2 separate regions of the Mus musculus genome follow, and region 1 is linked to region 2. A link is a contact called in public promoter capture Hi-C data. All regions are on one chromosome and are shown on one strand. The core of a region is the stretch at or near the end of the contact, and the rest is flanking DNA. Distances in the headings are between cores, read along the strand shown.

The links. Promoter capture Hi-C pulls out the DNA fragments that hold promoters and counts their contacts.
Region 1: a promoter capture Hi-C map of 3T3-L1-derived adipocytes shows a contact between it and region 2, with 7 times the contacts expected there. The contact joins the promoter of Col3a1 here to the promoter of Col5a2 in region 2. A contact is called at or near these places in 15 of 39 promoter capture datasets (the 3T3-L1 cell line, 3T3-L1-derived adipocytes, cranial neural crest and 8 more), 3 of 484 Hi-C or Micro-C datasets (myocytes and uterus) and 1 of 9 other capture datasets (adipose tissue).

The regions. Positions count from the first base shown.
Region 1 is chr1:45,310,137-45,312,836 of GRCm38.p6, forward strand. It overlaps Col3a1 (collagen, type III, alpha 1), which reads left to right and starts at 1,402. Exons shown (of 51, transcript NM_009930.2): 1 at 1,402-1,696. The coding sequence starts at 1,612.
Region 2 is chr1:45,502,013-45,504,712 of GRCm38.p6, forward strand. Col5a2 (collagen, type V, alpha 2) reads right to left here and starts at 1,270. Exons shown (of 54, transcript NM_007737.2): 1 at 809-1,270. The coding sequence starts at 902.

The DNA of each region.
Region 1 (2,700 bases), core at 152-2,651, 190 kb before region 2:
CCAATCTCAGAAGTTCTATTCCCTGCCTCTTCTGGCAGCTCTTCTCCAATCTGAAATCAGAAGATGCACAGGGGGTGGATTTTTGTCCTATTTTATTGCTTCTTGTCGCCAAAAGACATCACTTTTCTTCCTTGAACATCTCAGTGTGGGCTCTCTGTGAGCAGGGACACATGGAGGAAGACATAGCATTATCCATGCTTATAGCATTGATGTCTATAAAAACAGATTTTTAAAAATAGTATTATATATTAGGAAAGAGAAAATTATATATAAAAAATAATTCTAAATGAGATGGTTTTCCTAAAGAGGGAAGTTTTGAGCTGGATCATTAAGAAATAACATGAATTGATATAATGGGGTAAATTTTTAAGTGTGCATGCACAAAAAGGGAATATTTCTATGAGGTTAAGACTAAAGAAATAAATGCACATGGCCATGATTAGGATCAAAATGCCCACGATTGATTTTTAAAGATAAATGAAGGAATAAGGAAGTGAAGGATAGGGTATCAAGATATAAGTTGGTCATCATAATAAGGGTAACAAGTACATTTTTTCTACAGAGATTTAATCAGAGATATAGTGGTATTTATTCCTCAACTAGATCTAGAAATACATAGAAAACTCTTCAGATGAGGTCTTGGAACAGAAACATAGAAAATACTGATGTAGACATATTTGTAGTAATTATTACATTAGAAATTAGAAATTCTATTCCACACTTTGAACTTTCTCTTTTGTAGTTTCTTACAAGGACAAGACTTGAAAAGTTTGATTGCTTTTTTTTCTCTTTAGTAATGCCTGTTCTGATTTCTTTAGTAACACATAAACTGGAAATTTTACAAGGAAGCAGTCAGGGTTGCTAAAGAAATTCGTGAGAAATAGAGCAAGGGGAACAGTAACAGATAAGAGTCTCAATATCTCTTCAAACATAGCTCAAAGACAGTTTTGTGACAATTGCCTCCAGTCTAACATTTGGAATGCAGAGTGGGTGGTGAGTTCAGGGCCTTCAGAGGATTTTCCTTTATAGTCTCTTACAGTTTCCTGTTAAAATTGAGTCAGGATGGACTCTGGCAAAACTCAAAGTATCAGAGTCTTCTAGAAAGATAAAATTTACAAAATGACCATGCCGGAGAATGGGAGTCAAAACACTTTTTCAAATTCAGACAGTTTTTACTGTTTCAGAGGGAAATTTAAAAACACACAAACAATTGTTGTAGGCTATCACAAAGCACATTCCTATGTGTTTCTGTCATGCAAATATGTATTTAAGACTAATGCATGTTATAAACATATGCATAGGCTGATGTACACATGCTCCAGATGTGCTGTTTCTGTGTCTGTGGGTTGTGTCCTCTACACACAGGGAAAAATATATTAATCATTGCTTTTACTGCTGAGGGGATGGGTTCTGCTCTCATATTTCAGAAAGGGGCTGGAAAGTGAGGGAAGCCAAACTTTTTCCTATTTAAGGCCAGAGCAGAGGGAAGCGAGCGGCTGAGTTTTATGACGGGCCCGGTGCTGAAGGGCAGGGACAACTGATGGTGCTACTCTGAGCTGCTTCTTCCTCTCTCCTCTTTTGCACAAAGAGTCTCATGTCTGATATTTAGACATGATGAGCTTTGTGCAAAGTGGAACCTGGTTTCTTCTCACCCTTCTTCATCCCACTCTTATTTTGGCACAGCAGTCCAACGTAGGTAAGTAGGTACCGATTTGAACAGGCTTTCTGGGTTAATTTTGCCTTAACTTCTTACAAAGGGTAAGATAGTGGGAAAATCAGCCTCCTAAGAATTTCCTGTCTAGCCTCTGACTGTGGAATGTTTTGTTAACCTTAATTTTGTTTTCTATATTTGATTTTTTTAAAAGTTAATGTACATGTATAATATTCTCTAGTTGTTTAAGGTAAAAACTGTTCTTAAATTAACTTGATTTCATGTTCACCTTTTAAAAAATGTTTTAAAGTACTCCCCTCCTGCATTGTGAACATCTTGGCATGCTCCCAGGCCATCTGGAATTTATTGGTCTCTTGTAATAATTTCATGTTCTCCTTTGTACACTGCTCTCTTTACAAAGATAGGATATTTAGCCATGTTTTTCAAAAGAATGCACTAGAAATGTCTCTGAAATGAATAACCCTTAAGAAGATACTAGAAAATAAATAGAATCCCTTATGTATTTCTGTAAAACTATAAATGTGGACTATCTATGGACCTTCCAGAAATGAGCCCAGGCTGCAAAAACGTGTCATTGTTTCTGTTTTTATTGCATTCCATGATTGCACACATTCAATGTGCTCAGAGTTTGCCAAAAGTTGTTTTATGTTCTGTTTAGCTGGATTTCCATTACTGAAGATAACATAATTTAACAGGAATATTTTTGCTTTCCTCCAAACAAGGTAAAGATACAAGTTTTGCTCAAAAAGGCAGACTTGAAATAGTTTTGGTAGCCAAATGTAATGATCTTTATTTTCTTGTGCCCCAAATTAAAAGCAACTGTCTCATTATTTACTTAAATACTTTTAAAAATGCATATGTTCCTTGTCATCATGAAAATTTGGGGTGCACACTTTTTTCAAAATAATTGTGTTGATGTAAATCTTATCTGTGGCTAAAAGAAGTTGCTAGCAGTTCTTTTCATACATAATCAAACACGTTGGTATTTAAACCTTTAGTTTTAGCAAATGCTTCATGAGCATTCGTTT
Region 2 (2,700 bases), core at 20-2,519:
CAAGCAAGATATGCCTTAAAAGAAAAGAAAATAGAAGGAACGGGGGAAGAGAAGAAGAAAGGGAGAAAGGAAGGGTCTAAGGGGAAAGTCCTTCTTAATACTCTGTTCCAAGTAGAATTTCCTGCCTTCATCCATCCACCCAGGAACCATGCTGTCCTGATAATCAAGTCAGTAGGGTGGGAAAGCACAGAAATTTAAGAAATCTGGTTTCTATCAGAGTCTGTCATGGAGAAATAAACTTGACTCCCTCTCTGTAGGCAAACCCGATTTTAAGATCAGAGATGAAAACTTTAGGAGGGGAGGATAAAGAGCAAAGACAAAGGAAATTCCGAACTATCGGATTTGCCTGCTGGAGAGGTTTTTCTAAACAAAGACTTTCATGAAGCTGCTGAAGTTCACACAGGAAAGACTCCACCCTGCCCAGCTTCTGCTGCAGCGGCTTTCCCTGCTTGGAAAGCGCCTGCCCACAGGACAGACCTCTAACTAAAAGTGCCTCCGGGGCTCCGTTTTAAGCACTCTTGTTTTCTTTTAAACGTCCCACTCTTACATTCCGGCAAAAAAAAAAAAAAAAGACTGGTGATATCCTGGCTCTTACAGGATGTCAGAAGCCCACTTTTTGCCAGGGCACGCACAGAAGCTCCGGATTTGCAAATGTGCCTAGTCTCCAGAGCCAAGCTACAAATCCTAGAGCCCCCTTCTCAAACTTCAAACCAGAGTCTTCTCTTTATCCTCTTCCTGAAGCTTAACATTCCATCTAGTTCCCAAACCAAGCCATAAACACCATAAGCAAAGCAAAAGGCAAACTCACCATTCTCTTGTTCCTGGGCTTTTATTGAGACACAGTACCCTAATAAAACAGAAAGAATGAGGAGAGGTCTTGCTCCCACCCAGTTTGCCATCATGTCTAAATATGAGACATGTGGGTCCTCCTGGGATCGAAGAGTAGATACTGAGGTCACTGTAGCACCATGAATTCCGCTGGGGGCTCTTTTTCAGCACCAGTCCCCGCGCTGCCTCAGTCTGTTTCAGCACCAGGTCCGGCACAGTCTGCGAAAACTTTTTTCAAGCGGTGCAGCTTTAAATAGGAAGAATGCTGCCTCCACTTCTTTTCCTGCCCCTTTCAGCTTGTTCAGGCTCATAACCATCCAGTGTCTGCCAAGCAACCGTCTGATTGATGGTAAACAACCAAATCAGAGCGCGCGCCTCTGCGACTTGAGTTTTCAGTGCTTCTTGTAGATTTTAAGCACAGAGGAAGCTTCTCAACAGAGACAAACTTTTATTTCTCCTTCTGTTTGAGTGTGTGTGTGTTTTCTTTTCTTCTTTTTTTAAAGAAAGCCTATTAGAAGGAGTCTGATCCACCCTCCCCAACCCTTCCCCAGACACACACCCACTGACTTTTTCCAGAGACACTAAAAAAACTTTAGGGAGGATTACAGCCTTTTAGTGGATTTTTTTTTCTTTTGCACTTAAATAATTCAGAATTCTCTTTGCCACTTAAGCCTTTAAAACGTCACTTTTTTAACCCTTTCTTTTGGCAATGGAGGAAGGATTCTTGTCCCAATTTTCATCCTCCTCCCTCTCCTATGCTCTGAGAAGATTGTGGAAGAAAGGAGGCAGAATATGGCCAATACAAAATGAACTTGAGATACTTTACATTGAGTTATTTCCACATCTTTTTAGTAGGCACATCTATACGTTCTCCTCGTCACAGAGCATGCTATTGTGTTAAAAAACAAATATGTTCACTAAGCTTGTGGAGGGAGGAAAACACACTGGTTTAAGTCTCAGAAAGGGTAGGTTCCAATATCAGATCTGCCAACTCACCAATTTTGTGAATTTATACATAGTCCTTAACTGTCCAAATTTTTTTGTTGTTGTTGTTAGAAAAGGGGCTTTGGCCTGACCAGTGTGCAGGATCTGGTGACACTAAACTGAGCAATATGCTGTTAACTAGATTCTAAATTACAAAGAGCTACATAAAAGTGAATGATGCTGTTATGAACCCCACACCAGCTTTCCACGGAATGTGGTAGTCCTAGCTGCATATTTCTGTAAAGAGCAAGGCATTAACTTTGTGTGCTACTCAAGCTTGACAGATTTAAACGCCCTCAGTGTTTTTGACAGTCTAATTCATTTGATAGTGTGCGTTCTGGGGGATCTGGATCAAGCCCCACATAACATGTCATGTGTGACTCAATTGTTCATAGTTACTCAGCACTGAACAGGTGCTCTGAGACACACTGAATAGAGGAAGGATTATGGCAGACTAGAAACAAAGTCAGCATCCATCACCTTTAAGGAACATGTGTATGCAAATGCTGAAAAAATATATCTACGTGAAACAAAAAAATACAAACAATATATACAGCTATGTGTGGAATTAACTAAACCCCAAATAAATGCAAAGAAAAGGGATAGTATAAATTAAAATAGGTATATGAGGCTTCATTTACTATTTAATTTCCTTAATAAAGAAATCCAAGATGCTTTAAATTGAGAGGTGGAACTAAACTCTGGAGAAGTTCCAAAAACAACTTTCTAGCCCTGTATCATTGAAAATAACTTGTCACCAAGACCTGCCTTTGTTTAGTGAATTCGTTCACCAACACACTGCTGTTCCCATGGCTGTCTTGCTCATACTTAATGAATGGGCTAAATAAGGAACAAAAATCAAATTTCTTCTAATTCTTTGAATAATAG